Regions from separate parts of the Rattus norvegicus genome. Here all the other regions are linked to region 4. A link is a contact called in public Hi-C data. All regions are on one chromosome and are shown on one strand. The core of a region is the stretch at or near the end of the contact, and the rest is flanking DNA. Distances in the headings are between cores, read along the strand shown. Region 1 has its middle 42 kb from the start of Cd180. Region 2 overlaps LOC102546726 (a long non-coding RNA gene). Region 3 overlaps Pik3r1 (phosphoinositide-3-kinase regulatory subunit 1). Region 4 has its middle 380 kb from the start of Pik3r1.

The links. A called contact is a pair of places that touch in the nucleus more often than the background predicts.
Region 1: a contact with region 4 is called in a Hi-C map of liver, with 8 times the contacts expected there. The contact joins two enhancer-like sites. A contact is called at or near these places in 5 of 12 Hi-C or Micro-C datasets (hepatocytes, kidney, liver and 1 more).
Region 2: a Hi-C map of liver shows a contact between it and region 4, with 11 times the contacts expected there. The contact joins two enhancer-like sites. A contact is called at or near these places in 2 of 12 Hi-C or Micro-C datasets (both in liver).
Region 3: a Hi-C map of liver shows a contact between it and region 4, with 3 times the contacts expected there. The contact joins two enhancer-like sites. A contact is called at or near these places in 3 of 12 Hi-C or Micro-C datasets (liver and mammary epithelial cells).

The regions. Positions count from the first base shown.
Region 1 is chr2:35,546,599-35,549,807 of GRCr8, reverse strand. No RefSeq gene overlaps it. Among named protein-coding and RNA genes, the nearest start is that of Cd180, 42 kb to the left of the region's middle. Within about 2 kb of position 1,612, at least 10 of the 93 cell types and tissues checked have an H3K27ac peak or open chromatin away from gene starts, as enhancers often do. A contact at or near this core is called in liver, where this site is marked.
Region 2 is chr2:35,505,329-35,508,527 of GRCr8, reverse strand. All of the region lies in intron 1 of LOC102546726 (a long non-coding RNA gene), which reads left to right. Among named protein-coding and RNA genes, the nearest start is that of Cd180, 83 kb to the left of the region's middle. Within about 2 kb of position 1,652, at least 17 of the 93 cell types and tissues checked have an H3K27ac peak or open chromatin away from gene starts, as enhancers often do. A contact at or near this core is called in liver, where this site is marked.
Region 3 is chr2:34,666,373-34,669,605 of GRCr8, reverse strand. All of the region lies in intron 2 of Pik3r1 (phosphoinositide-3-kinase regulatory subunit 1), which reads left to right. Among named protein-coding and RNA genes, the nearest start is that of Pik3r1, 30 kb to the left of the region's middle. Within about 2 kb of position 1,940, at least 18 of the 93 cell types and tissues checked have an H3K27ac peak or open chromatin away from gene starts, as enhancers often do. A contact at or near this core is called in liver, where this site is marked.
Region 4 is chr2:35,075,244-35,078,185 of GRCr8, reverse strand. No RefSeq gene overlaps it. Among named protein-coding and RNA genes, the nearest start is that of Pik3r1, 380 kb to the right of the region's middle. Within about 2 kb of position 1,340, at least 4 of the 93 cell types and tissues checked have an H3K27ac peak or open chromatin away from gene starts, as enhancers often do. A contact at or near this core is called in liver, where this site is marked.

The sequences.
Region 1 (3,209 bases), core at 363-2,862, 470 kb before region 4:
TATTGGCTCTTCCCGGTTCGCTATTTTAATTTGCCTTGTCCTCTACTTGTTTCTTCAAATCAGTTCCAAAAATAAAGCATCTCCTTTCGGGCTCTGCTTCTGGGAAGAGCCCAGACTAAGCTAATTTAAATCAGCTTCACTCCATTGCATTTTTCCTCTTAAATTTGGAGATGTTTGGAAACTATTTGCAAGTCTTATAAAGTACACACTAAATAAAGGTGGCACGAAAAACAAGTAAATAGGACAGTGCCCCGCATGTTGTACATAAATGCTCTATAAAGTAGGAATTGTGTTGTGAATTAGACTCTCCCCCATTCTTCGGTTGGGAGACAGACTCAGACAATTGCTTGGTTTTGTAAAAACACGTCTCCGTAATTCTACAGCTGTGCTTAGACGGTAACTGAATAGTAATGTTTTGATCACAGCTCCACAGATGGTGAGGCTCCAGAAGACACATGTCTCTTCAGTAGAGGGGCTGTGCATGAAGCTGGGCTTATCAGTGGGCTCTGAGTACTTTGGGGTGCGTGTCTAGACCTGTGTGTGTATATCTTTCTTTAAAATGGTCTCTCTCTGTCTCTGTCTCTGTCTCTGTCTCTCTGTCTCTCTCTCTCTCTCTCTCTCTCTCTCTGTGTGTGTGTGTGTGTGTGTGTGTATAAGTGTATATGTGGAGGCCAGAGAGGGTTTCAGATGGCCTGAGGCTGGTTATAGATGGTTGTAGGCTACCCTACTTAGATGGATGCTAGAAACCAAACTTGTGTTTTCTGAAAGAGTAGATAGTGCTCTTCTTGAACTATCTCTTCCTCCCTATATCTATTTTTCTACAAGTACACAGTTTCGATTCCAATGGAATTACTTAAATATCACAGTTCTTGGGTCACAAATAGGAAAAGAAGACTTTGGAAATGAAAAGTATGGCGGGCAACCGGTTTGGCACTGGAGACAGAAATCACATCATTTTTGTACCCTGTGCCCCTGGAAAAGGCATACGGTCATTCACCAGCTGGTTTACAGTAGAGGCAAAGCCAGAGTTCAGGCTTTTGAGTCCCTTCTCAGGGTCTTTCCAGATACTACACTGCCCTTCCTGAATGGCCTTTCTGCTGAACTGGAGGTCAGTGAGCTTTCCTCATGTGAGGGCCCAGGCACTAAACAATCAGGGCTTTGCAGGCAGCGCCGCTCTGGGGCAGCTACTCACCTCTGCGTGGAGTGAAGTCGGGTGTGGGAGACTAATGTGAACGATCAGGAACACGCTCTGAAAAGACGCAGTCCTAAACACAGGAGAGGCCCTGACTTTGGCCAGTGGGTCACCCTTTGTCGGTCCAAGTTTCATAGCAACATACGGCAAATTCCGCTTGGTGATCACCCAGGGGCCATTGGATCTTAGAGAATTAAAGTCTCCAGCCTGACGCTGAGAGTTGCTATGACATGGCGGTCCCCGCAGGACCGGGCTTCCTTCCAGGTTTTCATATGCACAGACTCCGAGTCAGCATCCAGGAGAGGGGGCCTGGCCCACTCTAGTTTCCAGAAGGAATCGAAAATTCTCTTCCTGTGCAGATAAAGGAACAATTATACCACAGGGGACTTACTGGAAAGTAAAGCAGGCTCACCAGGAAGCAGCAGGAATCTGCTTCTCAGTCATATTCTCTGCAGTCTGGCCCAGAGTCTGCCAGACCCGGAAAGGTCAGCTGGGATCACTGGCAGACTTGGAAAACTTCCAGAACCTTCGCTCGTGGGATGACGCACGGGGGTTTGTCAATTTCCGTGGCCCACTCAGGACTTCCCGTGGCTCATCCAGCTATCTTATCCTCTTCAGGTTCAAGCACACGGGTCTCTATAGTTTTATCCTCTGCTGTTCTGTCAAAGCTACGCCATTTACTGTGTACAAATGTGACTTTTGAGTCCTTTACCCCATGCTTTCTTTGCGGATTTCTTGTCGACGTTTGAGAAAGTAAAAAGCAATTGTCTTTTACAGAGAAGGTCAAAGCTAGGAGTTTGGGCGAAACCCAATGTCTATTGCAATGGGACTGGATGTTTATCTGTGTGCTTATGCATACGCATGCGTGCAGAAAGTTATGCATGAACCTCAGCTTGCCTGTTAAATTAGGTCACCTTTTCCAAAACCTCCACTTAGGGAGGGCCCTTTCAGCAGCTTGGGGGCTCCTAAATAGACGAGTGACTGCATCCTGCCTTGTTAATGTCGTCCCCAGGCATCTTTCCCTCTCCTTCTCTTTCATTTCTACCATGTAACATTATCGCGTGGCCTGTTTCAAATTTCTAAGGGACAAGGGCTTACAGAAGCTGGATGGCACTTTCAATGGGTTTAGTTATCTAAATCTTAAAACCTATATTCCATGCTCACCTGCCTCAGTTCTGGAGTGTCCACACCTGTCGTTGCACACGAGTTTCTAGTGTAACCAAGCCTTTGGAGTGGAAGTGGTTTTGGGAGAGAGAGGGGAAGAGTTGAAGTTATTGTTTTTCCCACGTAGCATTTTTTCCCCTGGGGATAGGAAGGCCGGGACTCGTGTGAGGCTGCAGAACCCAGAAGGGAAAAAGAAAAGAATATTTGATTATTTCTTCATAAACAACCAATTCCTTTAGCACCTGGCTGTGGTGCCTGCTGCTGTGAGGGGGATATCAGTGGCTTTAATATTCCTTTCATGGTGTCTTGGAATCAGTTTGTCTGCTATACCCAGCTCTGTGGCTTTCAGACCAGAGCCAGCCCTAAAAAAACCACGGCAGATGTAAAAGGAAAGTTTAGTCAGAATGCTTTCAGTTAAAGCCTGCTTCAGCAATTCTCCTGTCCCCATGGGGTTTCTGCACACAACTCTAGCCAGTCCCTTTCCCCAAGTCCCTGGATGAGGGACATATCCCTAAGTGTGCATGTAGGTGCTACTGTTCTTACATGAAGACATTTTGTAAAAAAGTTTTTAATGGTCTAATTTTGCTTGAATTGCCATTATTTTCAGTAGCATCATTGGCAAAGAACAACTCTTGAATATTAAGTAGAAGAAAAGAGGAAAAAATAACAAAGGAGAAACAAAAATCTCAAGCAGAATCTGGACAAGGAAGCTGAAGTTGGGCTGGGTGTAGGAATTCGATGCGGCTCATTACCACAAGGTGGCGCTATGAAAACACCGCATTTTCAAATCCCGGAAAAAAAAAAAAAAAAAAAAAAGACAAAAAAAGGGAAAACAAAATGAAAGAGCCTTTCA
Region 2 (3,199 bases), core at 403-2,902, 430 kb before region 4:
CCCATTCCAATTTTGAACAAAAACCTCTTAAAATTAAAAGGGAAGGTCCCCGACTAAGTATATAAACTATCTAGAAGGAGAAAGGACAGAGGCAGGCGATCACCCCCATCCTAGGATAGTCACCAGGCCAGGTGGGGGAGGAGGAAGGGGTGGGCCTGGTTGTAAGCAAGGGCAAAGAACTGATGAGCGAAAGTAGGGTTTTAACACTGGAGGCTCAGCCAGGAGCCTATAGATAGATGGCTTGTAGGGAAGAGGGCTTTCCACGAACATAGGAGGACCTGAGTATGAATCTCCAGTAAGCACACAAAAAGCTGGGCAGGACTTCACATGCCTGTCTCTCTAGCATTGGGGTGGAGACAGACAGATCCCGAGAGTTCTCTGACCAGCCAGCTAGCTTGGCCTAAACTGGCGAGCTTCTTATTCACAGAGAGGTCCTGTTTCAGGAAGTAAGGTGGGTAAAAGTAGAGGAAGACTTCTGATTGGCTTTGGCCAATGCACTCGATGGGCGTGTGTGTGCACATCAGTACACTGTGTGCTGATCCCACATGCCCGCACACCTGGGCCAGCGTAAATGCTTCTGGGAAACAAAAAGCTTGCAAAGGAAGCGCACAGGCTGTTCCCTTCATTTCTGGATGAGTTCCTACCATACCAGTTCTGCTCCTTGTCTGGCTATGGTCCTGTTACAACATTAATGTGAGTGTAACAACACTTGTATGACATCAGAGAATTCCTCGCAGGGAGGTATTCTGACATGGCGAGGAAGAATAATTTTCTTTTAGCTTTCCAGATTCAGTTGGGACCTGGGAGCCAAATCCGAGTCTGGAACTTAACACGTGCTTCCTCTAGGGTCCCCTAGATGGGATCCCCAGAAGACGTTGTGTACAACCCTTCTGGTTCTGAGGAACCATGCGTGAGAGTATTCAGTGGAAAGGACCTGAAAGTCATGGTCGTAGCTTAGGATGGTTACTGTATGTGCTCCAACTTGTCTGACATGGCCTTCCCTTGTTGGCACACACCCAGCTAGCACTCCAACGATCCGCCTCTTGTTCTGTGTTGCCATTGGCGCTGAGCAATGACCAAAGCATGCTAGATAATGATTAGTCTTGGAACGATTAGCATCCTATGTACTAGGGTTTTTTTTTTTTTTTAAAGACTTATGTAACGGGTGTTCTACTTTTTCCTAGAATCTTTGCCTCTCTAAGGACTCGCTATTGCATGTGAAAAAAGAGAAGGGATCCAAAAATTTAAAAGCACATTGCAATATTCGATTAACACTCCTAGCCAACTGATAAACACATGGTCTGTGCTCTGAAATCTGCAGGAGCGCACACAAATGCTTCTAGGGGCCTTTTGCAACATAACTGCTGACCCTTTGGGCCTGGATTTCAAGAGGACACATTAGTTAGTGGCAGGGTGGTGTGTGACCAGTGATGGGTCTTGGCCCCAGGACAACTTGGAAGGTTTGCCACTGATTTGGAAAGAACAGCAAATCTGTGTTCTGAACAGAGAGGGGGAAAGAGGACAGAGTTCTCGGCGGAACACTAATGAGAATAAGATGAGACCACTTCAAAAAGAGGCCCAGTCAGTGATAGAGGAGTGTGTGTGTCCATGTGGCTGGTTGATGGTTGACATCTCCACAGGGTCATGGTCATATCTAGAGCAGACTGACTGGGATCAGTGGGCGGATCACTCTGAGATCCAGGCGGCTGTCATCAGAGCCTGTGTGCAAACACAAATGAGGCTTTGTGTACTTCTCCAGGTTTCTCAACATTTTGATCTCTGGCTCCTTTAGTTTAGGCTTGAGTGGCAACAGACGGTGTTCAATTCCCTGTATGTTGGACGCGAGATATCAGCAAGAAGAGTGAAAATTTCCTCGAATGATCTGCAAGTCCACAGAAAGAGGAATGGGGTGGGGGCAGTGGTAATATGTTTTATAAAACATGGTGTGATCTGGTGGAAACTGGCGAGAGGGGGTGTCTTAGTGGGCCCATGCTGAGGTATTCCTCCCCGCCCTCCACAGGTATCAGCCATACAACAGGTCTACTATAGATTCATCTGTTTATTTTGGACATGGGAAGGGAGTCTGAGAAGGGAGTAGAGGCAGAGACAGAAAGGGCACAGAGAACAGAAAGAGAGAGGGGAGAGAGGCCTGGAACATGTTGGGAGAGAGAGAAGATAGGGAAAGAGGTAGGGAGAGGAGAGGAGAAAGAGGAAGGGAAGGGAGGGGAGGGAAGGGAGGGAGGACCGAATAGGTAGAGAGAGTCCTTTTATACCAGGCTGGTATATCTGGTTGCTAGGTAACCATTGGGCGAAGCTAGAGGAAATATGACCAAATGGAGCTAGGAATTATTGTACCTATCTGACTTTCTACTTTCTCATTTTACAATGAGGTGCAAGTGAGGTAGAGTAGTAGTAGTAGTAGTAATAGTAGTAGTCGTAATAGTAATAGTAGTAGCAGCAGCAGCAGCAGCAGTAGTAGCAGCAGCAGCAGCAGTAGTAGCAGCAGCAGCAATAGTAGTAGCAGTAGTAGTAGTAGTAGCAGCAGCAGCAGCAGCAGCAGTGATAGTGGTAGTGGTAGTAGTAAAGGGTTAAGTGCTCTTTACTCATGATCCCCAAGCCACTGAAGTAGATAGTACTTTGCTATATCTTTGAGGTAAAGACCTTTTCCACCTTACAAGGGGTCTGCTCCTCTTAGCACTTTTCCAGGAGTGGTCAGTGGCTGCCCAGATATCAAGAGCTCCCGGATTAGACTGATAAATACCTCCACTTCTCACATAGGAGGCTGACTATGTGTGACTTGAGGGTTACTGGGATGTCCTCTGGGGGGGGGTAGTTGTGCCGACCATCTGCCCATTTCTGCACTGTTTTTATTGTAATGTGAGAAGCATGACAGGTATGTGAACTTCTCTGTCTCACCCTCATTGTCTGATCTCAGCTGGCTTCTCTTGAGCAAAACAACCAGGAAAGAGGAAATAGGAGTCTTGAGGCTCTTTAGTGTCTGCCAGTTCAGATTGTGTCTGGCTCTCTACCCCTGCAGGATCTCAGCCAGCCATGTTGTGAGGCCCAGGAAGGCTTTTGTTCCCAGCCAGTCACTCATAGAGCCTTTAAACGTAAAAAAAAAATTATTGTATGTATGCGTTGTGTGCGAGTGTGCCTATGTGTGTGTGTGCATGCATGGGTGTGAATGCAAGGGTGCATA
Region 3 (3,233 bases), core at 691-3,190, 410 kb after region 4:
GCCTGTTCAATAGAGTGAGTTCCAGGACAGCCAGGGCCACATAGAGGAACCCTGTCTCAACCTCTTCTTGCCTCCAAATAAAATGGTTCCTTAGACTTCGTGGACAATTGAATAACTCCAGTTTCCTTTCTTGACCCATGGTCACTTCCGGCTCCTCTGGAATCAAGCATTAAGTATCCTAGTCTCTTACAGTGAACAGATTAAATGGCTGTAGCTTACATTAATTTGGAGTTGTCTGTGACTACAGTCACTCTATTCTCTGTTGGGATTAAGTTCCTACGGATTTGACAGATACATAAAGGTGCTTGCCCAGGGAAAATAGAAATTCTGCTAGCTGAAACCCTGAGTGGTATTTTAGCTTTCTGTTTATATTAAAACCTTTTAAAATTAAAATGATTTAACTTGGTTTTCTTTTTCTGGTAACCTAAAAGAAGAAGAAGAAGAAGAAGAAGAAGAAGAAGGGAAAAAAACCCCCAAAAAACCAGAAGCATGAAGCAAATGAGTGTATTACATGGAGACAGGACTGAGTGATGGAAAATTCTTCTTCCTTCAAGTAGGATTTAGCAGAAAGCATGTGTCAAAAGTCCCTTACCTAAATGTGTCATAATTAAGGATGTTGGGGCTTATTTATTTTAATTAGAAATATTAAGCGCAACTCAGTGGGCTTCATGGAAAAAGTTTTTTTCTAATTGCATATTTTATCTTGCGTCAAGTAGTAAATTAAATTTTTGTGGGTACAAAAAAGACTTTTAGCTCTAACCACAATCATAACTCATGCTAAATATATTAATGTTGTGTTGATTGGCTAACTAACTGCTTTGGGATAGTTAAACTGGTGAGACCTATTGTTTTGTTTTGTTTTTTTTTTTTTTTAGTTTTTCCAGTAATAGTGACAAAGCAATCAGTGTGCTCTGGAGAAATGTACTTGTTTGAATTGTTCAGATCAATACAAATGACTGGATACAACTCGAGGTAAAGAGCAGTGCTTAGACTGTGTTTCCTTTAAAATTCTGTCTGATGCTATTGCATTGTCTCTCCCATGGGTTTTACAGGGTTTCTGAGAAATCCAAAGTGGCAACTTTCTCAGCCTCTTACACAGAGGCAGAGTGGGTGAGCAGGCTCACTCACAGTTCGTGGTGGGATTAAACCAAGTTGCTGGCTTCAGGTTGACTCTCAGACTTAGCTGTTGTCTGCCGGATAGAAGACCACATCTCAGCGTCCTCCGTGTATAGCACTGAACAAACCTTGTCACCCATCTCGTTTTCTAGCCAAAGAGAATCCGTAGAACAAAGCAATCAGACAGCTCGAGAGCACTGGCCAATCTCGATTGTCTTTGACAGTTCTCTATTATAGTAAAAACAAACCCGTTCAGCAGCAGGAGCAGTTTTCTGGGAATTTGTACAAATATACTTTAGAGAAAAAAAAAAAAAAAGACAAACTGGTCGGGTTTTGCATCATTTATCATGTGCGAGTCCTTTAGGTCAGGTGGAAAGTGCATGGGATGAAGTCGTAGGGCCATCGGTGAGGCTGGTGCACTTTGGTTCCATGTCCCCTCCTGTTGGTCTTGCTTACATAGTGAACTTGTGAACGAGCCAGGCATTAAGGACTTCCAGTGGCATTCTTGGCCAAGAGTCCATCTTAGTCACTGTGAATTATTTGTTGTACGTCCTAAAGATGGTAATGTCCATACATAGCCCTGGCTTTCTCATCTCTACAGTAGGCTCACTGAGCAAGGATGAGCTGTGAGGGCGCTCTCTCCGTCACACCTCGAGTCCCAGAGGACCCGAGGATTTAAAGCTCATTGTTTAATGATAACACTCAAACCAGAAGGACACATAGAACACAGACACACACAACGCGTCTCCGACTTAAGTGATCTGTCTGAACCGGAGGAAAATGAAAGGGGTTGAAATCGCCCGGCCACAGGAAATGAAGGCCGAAGGCCAGTTTAAACAGCTGAGAACTGTGCGAAGCAGTAGTTCATGGGAGATAGCGAACACTCTGTCGCTCTCTTTGTGGGCGTTCCAGGAAGAAACAAAGTTAAATGACAGCAGAATTAACCATGGTTAGACCAGCTGCCTCTTCTAAAAATCGCTCCCTCACCTGAGAGGTCCCCTCCTTGTAGACAGAGAAGGAAGGTAGACAGAGCCCCCTGTGTTCTGTGGCAAAACGTGTTTTCTCCAGAGCTATGTGCACGCTCCCCCAGACACAGGCATGCCGGAACGGTTTAGTTTCTCAACACAGAGTCTTCATTTATCATTGAACAGAGTCTTGTTGCTTCAATGGTGCTTTCTTGGGAGTCTCTATGTCCTCCTTCGCCTGCTTCACTAGTGTCTCATTTTTTTGTTTGTTTCTTGTTTTGTTTTCCAGGACTACTCTTTTTATATAGTCCTAGGAGACTGACATTTACACACACTCTCCAAGCTTACCTTTAAACTCATGACAGTCCTCCTGCCTCAGCTTCTCTAGTGGTAGTTATTATAGGCGTATGCAGTCAGGCCCAACCATTTGTGCCACTTAAGTGTAAACCATTCCAAGGGCCATGGATTCTGTTAGGCAGAGTTTTGTAGACTTCGTGCTATTTCTTCAGAGGGCACAGTACTGGCAAAATCATGCCCAGAAATGCAGTTCTCTTCTGCCTTGTCTGTTTAGTCTATTTCTTTTTGAGGAAAACCTTCGTTTTTTTCAGAACTCCATTTTCCTTTACAAAGCCAGAATTGTCATAGCAAAATAACTTAAAAATATTTTGTTTTCTCGTTCACTAATTCATTATGAAGTAGCTCATTAGTTAAAAAAAAAAAAAAAAATGCAGGACCTTGGAAGGAAGAGGAAATGCTGGCCTGCTCTGACGCTGGTTCTCTTGCCCAGTAGAGGTCGCCATCTATTGGTCAAGGAGAGAAATAAACGAAACGTTTGGCCCACATTCCTGGTGGTATGATGGTCACAGGGAGGTTGTTTTGGTAAAGCTCTTGGCTAAAATGTATGAAAATGCACGACTCACTAGGAACCTAAAGCCCAGGGTTTTGACTGATCATAGACGGTCTCTGAAAGTCATGACAAGGAGAAGTGGCTACATAGCTCTTTTAAATGCATATTTCTTAAGACCGCCAGAATTCCACTTTAGTGAAATATTAAATGGAGTTTTAATTAGACAAATTGATGGCCGATTTTGTAACTCTGTGGTTGATTTGGGCTTCCTTTCTTTCTAGCCTCTGGAGTCTGGTGTTTCCTGC
Region 4 (2,942 bases), core at 91-2,590:
TACCAGTGCTGCAGTCTCCACCATTTCTCTCCCTGTAAACAAGTCAAGGTAGTTAACAGGAAAGTCAGGCCAATTCAGTGGGCTTCATCATCAGGGAGAGAGCAAAGGAAGAGGAGAAGCGATAAGTTTGAGGCACATTTCTCAGGATCCTTTGAAGGAGAGTCTAGCTTGGGTGGGGTTGCATGACAGGAGAGAGGAATCACAAATATGAAGCGTGATGAGACCGTTCCAGGCACTTTGCCTCATACAGAACATCCGCCATTGCTTCTTTGGATATCCCCTCGTTATCTCACAGGTGAAGAGAATGCAGCATCTGGACTTGAGGTAAGTCTTTTGAGCTTTCACATCCAGATGTAAGATTTCCCTGTATACAGAATTTACAATATAAACAGGAGCACCACAAGAAGAAGTGAAAACAAAAAGACTTGTCCCTCCCTCTGCTGGGTTTGTTTGACCTACGTTTTCACATGGAACTGTAGCACCCAAGTTCAGTGTTGCTGGCAACCCAGAGATAGTCACAGATATTTCTAGGCTAATTATCTAAATTGAGGGAAAGACTCTGTTTTTCAGTACTGGACTATGGCATCATAGGTTTTCTATCTAGGTTGTATTTTGTATTTAAATATGTTTTCTTCCTGAAAGTCACCCTGAGTCGTAGCGTAGCTCTGCAGTGGCGACCACCTAAACACATCGTCTGACTTCGAGAATTCAATCATGGGCTTCAGAGTGCACTGCTGCCTTTGCTTTAAGAAAAATAAGCAAGAGTAGAGAAAAACAGCGGACAAGATATTTCTTCTTCAAGATTCTATTTGTCATCTAGACCTCTGGAAGCAAAGCACTAGATAGGCTTCCCTGAATAGCATGATTAATTAGTTCCTCAGACCACAGTTACTGCATGTAATTGGGGTGCCTTTTCATTTGATTTCCTTTGTAAACGGTTCTACCGTTCTCAATTTCCTTCGTGCTCTTGTTCTTCCTCTTAGAAGTGTAAGTTTAGCAAATCAGCCTGGGTGAGAGGAGATTGTCTCGGTGGTCTTCTGTCATCATAGAACACCACAGACTTTTTCTATTTTAGGAATGAAATGCCCTTGAGGGCCAGCCTTGTAAGGTTTATAATTCCCCTTGGTGGCCACACACTTCATGATCCTTTCAAACATAGATCTCAACAGGAAAGAATGACTTGATAACCTGTCAAATAGTTCCAGGATCTGCAAAGATACCACGCAGAAGCTGTCTTATCACTGTGAAAACGTGTTCTATTCTCTGACTATCATCTGAGTTCATCTTCCCTTCTGCTTTACACCTCTGACCTTTGCTACTGCTTCTCAGTAAGAGCTTTCAGCCTAGACCACAGAGAACGTGCTGTGTGTTCTATGCCACACACTGTATGTTACCTGTGTTACACTGCACATGGGCATCTGGGTGTGCCAGACCTCAAATATGCTACTAAGGCTTCACTATGAACCACCAGTAGTTGTCAATCCTGAGATTCACCTGAAAAAATCCAATTCCAGCATTGTGGCCAAATTTAAAGCAAGCATTATTAAATATTAACTATGGACCAAGAGATGGACTTTGGCCAGACCCAGTCCCTGGAATTTCCCAGCCAAAATGACCCCGAGTCACATGTAGCCGAGGCTTATAGGGATAAACCTATAGGCCACTGTACTTTCCCATGAGGCTTTGTTATTTTCCAAGAACCACAACTCCCAGCATTCCAGGAAGTTACCAAGTTCTTGACCTATTGAGGCTTACAGGCTAATTTTGAGCATTAGGTAACATCTCCAAATCCTTCGCTTTTTTTCTCTATAGTGGGTTGGTCTGATGCTGCTTGTATTTTAATGCTATTACTGGTTCCTTAAGACCCCAGAGGTGAGAAAGTCCACATGTAGATCCAAGTGACATTATGTGACCTTGCTCCCAAGTTTTTTCTGATTGGTAACTAAAATTGCTGACAGCCAATAGCTGGGCAGAAGAGACGTAGGCTTTTCAGGATGGAGGTCAGAGGAGAAACAGAAGGCAGAGGGGAGAAGGTAAACAGAGGAGAAGCTTCCATGGGTTAGGTGAGTCATAAAACTGTGGCCCTGAGAGCTGGCCAATTGGAGTTAAGAGCAGCCCAGATGAAGTATAGTAAGTAATAACTAGTAGTTATCAATAGGAAAGTAGATTCTAAGAGCATACAGGGTAGATATCTGCCCAACTCTTGTGCTGGTTGAGGCTTATTGTAAATAATAAAAGTTGTGTGTCCTTTACCTGGGAACTGAATGAGCAGGGCAGGTTCAACCTCTGAGTTGGGGTTAAATGATTTCTCCATTTCCCCATTATGCCTCAGATACTGTTAGCTCAGCTCAGTTCCATTTCTTCTTTAAGAGGTATTTCAAAAGTGTGTTTAACTCCCGCACAGTGGTGGCACTTTGTCTTGTACTAATTTACAATCATTTTAAAAGAATGATTGTCAGATAGAGCCAAAAATTTCTTTTAAAGTATTGAATATATGAGATTATATGTAATGTCTGTGATGTGCATGATTATTAATCATATATGTACATTAGTGCCATGCAGACTAGAGTCACACTAAAGCAAAAGGGGTGTAATGAAGTAATTGTTGGGGAAGTCTATAACTTTTTCAATATAGGGCTAATCACACTTGTGTCTCCATTTACTGACTGCTCCTGAGACTTACAGATCTCTCTTATGACTTCAAACCAGAGCCGATTGTCCAATCTTCCACCGGCAGAGATTCAATTATAAGTAGAACCATAGATGAATATGTTTAGGAAACAGGACCAGCAGGTACGGAGCAGCACAGTGAAACCTTTGAAAAGTCATAAGTTGGTCTACTGTGGCCCAAATTCATCTTTTTGTTTTATTGTTGTTTGTTTGATTGTTGTCCTGACATCATCCCCGAAACCCACACAGTACAGGTAGGATTTCTGAGAACT